Linked DNA regions of Gossypium hirsutum: region 2 is linked to region 1. A link is a contact called in public Hi-C data. All regions are on one chromosome and are shown on one strand. The core of a region is the stretch at or near the end of the contact, and the rest is flanking DNA. Distances in the headings are between cores, read along the strand shown. Region 1 holds the start of LOC107927143. Region 2 holds the start of LOC107929280 (general transcription and DNA repair factor IIH helicase subunit XPB1).

The links. A called contact is a pair of places that touch in the nucleus more often than the background predicts.
Region 2: a Hi-C map of leaf shows a contact between it and region 1, with 2.7 times the contacts expected there. The contact joins the promoter of LOC107929280 here to the promoter of LOC107927143 in region 1. A contact is called at or near these places in 2 of 34 Hi-C or Micro-C datasets (both in leaf).

What each region holds. Positions count from the first base shown.
Region 1 is chrD03:51,228,577-51,232,163 of Gossypium_hirsutum_v2.1, reverse strand. It overlaps LOC107927143, which reads right to left and starts at 1,651. Exons shown (of 3, transcript XM_016858146.2): 1 at 369-1,651. The coding sequence starts at 1,355.
Region 2 is chrD03:51,430,707-51,434,293 of Gossypium_hirsutum_v2.1, reverse strand. LOC107929280 (general transcription and DNA repair factor IIH helicase subunit XPB1) reads left to right here and starts at 1,632. Exons shown (of 19, transcript XM_041090474.1): 1 at 1,632-1,796; 2 at 1,884-1,924; 3 at 2,022-2,097; 4 at 2,201-2,369; 5 at 2,467-2,689; 6 at 2,780-2,836; 7 at 3,352-3,495. The coding sequence starts at 1,787.

The sequences.
Region 1 (3,587 bases), core at 402-2,901:
TCCAATCACACCATGGGAGGATTCGTTGCCTCAAATGCACTAGGCTCCACCAGGTAAACACAATACAAGACGTTTCTCCCACCCAAAAGACCCACGTGCTATAGTAGCGCTTGGGAAAAAAACCAAGAGACCAAGGTCTAAACACTACAAAACAGTGGGTCCCACCTCGTCATCATCTACCCCTGAAATTTCCCGAAACTGAAATTTAAACCATCGGGAACTGGGATAGCACTGTTCATTAACTTAATCACGATTAACTTACCCTAAATCATGATTAGAGGTGAATATTTAGATAATTAATTAAAACCCATAGCATAAAGGAATGCACTTTAACAATGGGAAAAAAGTGACAAGACTGAGTGACCTACCTGGTGAAAACCGAGTTCCTTGGTGAGTGGGACACCGAGTTCAGCCATACAAGCTTGCATTCGATCATCGGAGCCGTACAATCCCGGGTACCTTTGAATACACCGGTCTTGCATCTTCGACAAGGCCTTGGCTAAAGGGTAGCTAATGGCGAACCCACCGCCGCCGTAAGCCATACTGTAAGAGAAAAATATGTTCTGGATATGGGATTCCGATAAGCTTCCGATGTAATAATACTGAGTGTGGTCGTATTTCCTCAAAACCCTAATGAGATTCTCGGTGATGAAGACGGTGTCATCGTCACCCATCACGAACCACCTCACGTTATCCATCTTCATACTCAACGTCTCCGTCACGATCCGCGAGATCCGAATCGCTGACCGGTGACCCTGCGAGTTCGTATACTGGAATTTCGAAGTGTCGCTGGAGAACCGGACCGGCGGTAGGGTCCGGTTATCTTCGGCAGAGTATTTCACCCGATTGTCCAGCCAAACCACACCGCGCATTCGGTCCGGTTTGTACCAAATCTTGATGTACTCTTTCCTCTTTTGCCATAGCTTAGAAGAAGCCGCGATCCCAAAAACGACGTCGTGGATCTCCGTCGGCCTCCATCTAGGCGGAGCTTTAGGCATTCGTAATAAACCCACTTGTTTTTCTCTAGCATCCCGATGTGGGTGAAGAGACGCCTTCTCCTTTGTCATCTCCGCCGTTCGGTTAGGATTTAATAGAGACCGATGAAGCGATGAAGTGAAAGGGATATCATCGTAAGAATCTTCAGCCGAGCTGGCTAATAGCTTAAGAGTGTAAATAACATAAATAAACGAAACGAAAAGGATTAACCACACCATAAGCTTGGGAATGGGTCTTGACGATGACCCATGAACAAGTGGGTTCTCCGATGAACTCCTGATTTGAATCGGATCCCACACTTCTTTCTCTGAATCTTTCTTCGACTCCTTCATTCTTAAAAATTTAGACTTGTTTTGCATGTAAACAAATAAGTGAACAACTTTGATTAGATTCAGTGACAAAATGTACCCAAAAAAGGTGAAAATCAAATCAAAATGTAGGGTTTTCAATGAAGAAGATAAAAGATTGGCTCGTGTTGCTGCTGCTGCAGGGGAGTAAAGTAGAACGCTTGCATTGTTGCCACCTCATCACTTCAATAAGAACATCACCATTCTCACCAAGCAATTTAAAAATATTTTATCTTTTATTCTTTTTGATTTTTTTAAATTTAATTTTGGATTGTTTTGGGGATATGAAAAAGGGCCTTTTTAGAGTGTGATTAAGGGAGATATGAAAATCCATGTGAGCGAGTTAAGATGGTGGGGGTACAATGGTCCAAGATTTTGGAGATAGGGAAATGTGAGACCCACACCTTGTTTAAAGGGTGGGAAAATAACACGGATCAGCCGACAAACGGATGTAGAAAATGCCAAGGAAATTTTACAGGGGTAAAATTGCTAAATTAGGACAATTTTACTCTAAATGTTCAGAACTCTAAACTAGGGAACATTTACGTGCAAACTTTGCAAGATAACCTTTTATGGGGTCTTTTTACCTACCTTAGACCTCCTTTCATTACAAGGATTTTATATTTCGTTTTTTTACTGTTAAAAATAATCAAATAATATCAAATTGGAACAGAGTTAATATTTCTAAAGCTTTTATGGTTTTATAAATGAAATCTTTGGTTTTCTAATTTTTAATATATGGACTAAATCGATCCATTTAATAATAAAGGGACTAATTTGATCTTGTCCTTATATAGAAGGACCTCCCAAGTAATTTAACTGTTTCTTATTAAAAAAGGGTAAATATACATTTTGGGTACATGAATTTGGCTTCAAGGTTCAAATTGGTACCTAAGGTTTTTTTTTTCGTCCAGTTAGGTATTTAAACTTAGTTTTAAGGTTCAATTTAGTACCTAAAGTTTATTTTGGTTCAGTGTTTAAGATGAACTTAGCTTCTCAGTTCAAATTGGTATCTGAACTTGACTTTTTGGTCCAAATTAGTACTTATGATAAATGACTTATTGAACCAATTTGAACTATGAAGCTAAGTTCAGGTACTAATTTAAACCAAAAGGCCAAGTTCAAGTGCCTATTCGAAACAAAATAAACTTTAGGTATTAAATTAAACTTTAAAGCCAAATTTAGGTACTTAATTGGAGAAAAAAAAACTTTAAAATCAATTGAGGTAAAAATTTTGTATGACACACCAATTTTGTGCAATTTATTATTATTTTTTTAGTGAAAAAGAAGTTGTTACAATACTTAGATTAAACTACCAATATTTAATAGATTCTCTACAAACAACTACTGACCCTAATTCATGTTAAAAGCCAATTTAGCGATGCGATCAACTTTTATATTCTCTTCTCAATGAATATGTATTATTTCTCATTAAACTATTTCCGACAATATTTGCCAAATACATCTGATAAGTGCTGAATCAAAAGACTTTGAGAATGGTACTTGAATAGCCAGAATAACTTCCACGCTATCCATCTGAATCGACACTTTGTCCCGGCTCCTGTTATGCAATAACATCAAGCCATTTAGGATATCTCATAACTCAGCATTGAAAACAGAACAAAGTCCTAATCTCCTATTAAACCCAATAATCCAATGGCCATGATTATCCCTCAACACTCTCTCAACAGCGGTTTCTCTTGAGCCAACTTTAACTGCGCTATCAGAATATAATCGGATTCAAGAATTTTTTTTCAATGCTAAAAACGGAAGTATTCAAAGATTTTGAAACATTTAAGCAAAATTGGATAGTATAGAAAACAGGAAAAGATTCTTTTGTAACTGACCACGATTTTATTTTGCTTACTCAAACCTTAATCAAACTAACCACATAGATTTCCCTTAATTTCAATTAGATACAAACGTAAAAAGATTTGTTTAATTAAGTTTAAAATTTAATTTAATTATTTTTCTAAACAAAACGTGACATTGCTTTAAATTTTTTTATTAGATTGGAATAATGTTATTTTTTAAACTTAAAAGAAAAAAATAATGATTTTCGAGGTTCGGGTTTGGATGCAGAAATAAAGTATTTTTATATTTTAATAATATTTATAGATTTTATCACATATTTGAATAAATAAAAATATTTTATATTAATAAATATTATGAATATTTTATTAAGTGGATGTCCATCAAGTTCATGATAAGTTTTGATATACTTTAAATTCTAATAGTCATTAG
Region 2 (3,587 bases), core at 383-2,882, 200 kb before region 1:
AACACCAGTATCTCATTTATCCCCTGATTCAAGCCCCTTAACAGTAAACCTAGTTTGGTTAGTTTCGTTTTCTTTATTTTTTATACTAATTTTAAATTTTTTCATTCATATTCATAACAAATTTAAGTAAAAAATAATCGATAATTCTTATGTATTATTTTTTAAAAATGTTTTTTATAGATTTTTTATTAATTTATTTTACTATTTAAAGTACACAATGTTTATTCTCACATATCAATTTTTAATTACAAATTAAATAAAAGTATAAATTGATTTGGGATAGTGGTTTTTAAATTTTTATTCTAAAAACCCTAAACCCCAAACATATTCAGTTTGTGACTTTATTTTTAACCCTAACTAGATTAATTAATTGACTCTAGAGTGGTTAGTTATGCCAATTACGACTTAAATTTGAAATTTGATTCGATCAATGTAATACAAATATGTTTTAATTTAATTTGTATTTACCTGGATTTAAATTTGACCATAACTTAAAGTTGACTTAAACTTGAAACGATTTGAAGCCAATATTATTTAAATATTAAATGACTCAAACTCAAAATAATTAAATCATGAAATGATCTAAACTTGAAAATTTAAATGGCTAAAGTCCAAAAAAAACAACTTGAACTTGAAAGCATAAAAGCCCAAACTATTTAAAAAATTTAAAATTTGACCTTATTCATGTGCACAATTGAAAGAACTAACTTGATAAGCAGAAGGTAGGTATACGAATGAGACACTAGTGCTCGCAAGTTATTTGAGTTTGATTAAAGAAACCCGATTTCGATTCGATAATTATCAATACGAGCTCAAACTATCGATCAAACCGAACTAGAACATTATAATACTCTTTTCAAACAACTCATGAACCTACTCTAACATTTCATTTTAATATATTTTTATATCATGAAAACACATTTTTATCCTTATAGAAATAGCTTGTACAAATAAACTGAATCGAACTAGAGTTCAAGCATAAAATTGATAAGAGCTTGACTGAGTTTGAGCTCAAATATATCTCGAGTCAAATTTAAACTTAAAAAATAATCTTCGATAAAATTATATCAAATAATAAGTTCCAATTTTCAAATTAAGCTCAAGCCCAAACCTGCTTTTACCTGAGTTTATTTTGGCTAATTATACCTCCAGCCCAAGGATTAAATTGGAGTAACAATAGCAAAAGACAATTAAATTATGTCATAAGTATTTATATTTTTTGAATTTTAGAATTTAGTCTCTAGACTTTTCAGATTTCAAAATTCATATCCAACTCTTATCATTGTTAATTTTTTTCTTATTAAAATTGTTAGTATGACATTTTAAAATTTAAGAAAAATACTCACTTGGTAGTCACGTAATTAAAAAAATGACATTGGAATTAACCTGAATTTAACATTGTTAAAAGTTAGACTTGAAATTTGAAATCTATAAAGTACAAGGACAAAATTTCTGAAAATAAAAATATAGAGACTAAATTATAAAATTCCAAAAAGTACAGGGACTTATTGCACATTTTATCTGCAAAAGACCTAAAAAAAACGCTGCGTTTTAAGTTTTGCACGGTGGATCCCGCTAAACTAGAGGTGCAGATCGTCTATAAATAGAGTTCGGTGTCCCTGAAACATTTTCTCAGATTTCTCAGTATAGGAACAATCTATTTTTTTCTCAGGCAAGGAAAAATCGCTTGAATTAAATAAATATATATTCAAACCTATCGATCTCTAAAGGGCTGATAATCCGATAAGGAAACCGGTTTTCCCAATACACGGATTTAAGCAAAAACATGGGACATGGTAACAAAGGAAACCGGAAATCCATGATTTTTGCAGTTTTGATTTATTTTTTTAAACGGTTTTGTATAACATTTTAATGATTCTCAGGTGAAAGAGGTCGGCCCAACAAAAAGTTCAAATTTGCCAAGGTTGGGGGAATTTCTATATATATTTTGTTTGAATTTTATGGGTTTTGTAAATTTTTCCTTACAAAAGCATGATTCGTTTTGGGTTTTTTTTTTGCAGGATGATCACAGGGGCTCAGCTATGGAAGATGATTATTCTTTTTATCCTGATGAAGCCGATGATGAACCTCGTGATGGTACTCATTTGTTTGCTCTTTTTTTGCTTTTAATCTATTTAGATTGAATTTGAGTTGTATTTGGTTTTTTTTTTATTATTTTAATTTATGATTAATTTTGAAGGTGAGAATGAAGGAAAGAAAAGAGATTTTACCAAATTAGAACTAAAACTCGATCATGGTAATCGCCCATTATGGGCTTGTGCTGATGGGCGTATATTTTTGGAGACATTCTCCCCTTTATACAAGCAAGCTTATGATTTTCTCATTGCTATAGCTGAACCCGTTTGCAGGTACTGACCCCATTAATATAATGTGATTTAATTTTAATTTTTTTTTCTTATTGGATGTACATTAACGTGTATGAATGTGAATTTTCAATTTATGTAGGCCGGAGTCAATGCACGAGTATAATCTCACACCACATTCCTTGTATGCTGCGGTATCTGTGGGGTTGGAGACAGAAACAATTATATCGGTCTTGAATAAATTATCCAAGACTAAGCTTCCTAAAGAAATGATTGATTTCATTCATGCTTCTACCGCTAATTATGGCAAAGTTAAGCTTGTGCTTAAGAAGAATCGTTATTTTATCGAATCCCCATTTCCGGAGGCAAGTTGGTTGTTTTTGGTACCTTTATAATTTATTGGAATTTATTGATTCTTTGGGTATTAATTGTTTGGTGATGTTTGATCCTTGCAGGTTCTGAAGAAACTGCTTCAAGATGAGGTTATAGGTCGAGCAAGGCTTGTTTCTGAGGTTTGTTACATTATTTGAATTGAGCTTGTTGATTTATTTTGTTTATTGCATTTGAGGCATAAGCTTAATCTTCTTTTAGTGGTTATTCTCTTTTCTTCCCATTGAAATCATGCTTTTGGTCTAAATGATATCTTCTCATGCAAATCAGTTTCTGTGACACTTTGTCCTGCCGTATGCTTTTTCACTCAAAGGTCTCAATCTGATTCTGCTTAGTGTTCTCTTAGATGCTAGCGTTGAATAATAGTCTAGGAGAAACAGTTTGAAAGAATAATTTAAGCTCAATTGGATTCATTGGGTCACTTTCTGTAGGTTCATGAGTTTCCATGTGGGATTCTTTATTGTTAACTTGCTTGGTTTTTTGGTTGTCATGTTTCTTCCGGATGCTTGTCAACTATTTTCTTGACTTCCCTTTTGTTTTCCTTCATTTCTAAGGAGATGTTCCCTTCTTTTTTCTTTTCTTTTTTTTTCCCCCTTCTGGATTGTGTTTTAATCAATCCACTATGGATACTGTATAGAATGCGCAGGGAAGTGATGGATTTACAATCAGCAAAACTGCGGGTGAAATTGAGTCAGGCCATAGTGGTTTGCTTATGGAATCAGAACTGGCAGCTGCTGCTGAAGAGAAAGAAACACATGCATTTGAAATTGACCCTGCTCAGGTATTTATTTTTCATTTTTCTTTGACTTCTCATTTCAACTTCATGCTGCATAATTTCCTTGAGGATTAGTGCATTTGATTTCAACTAATTAG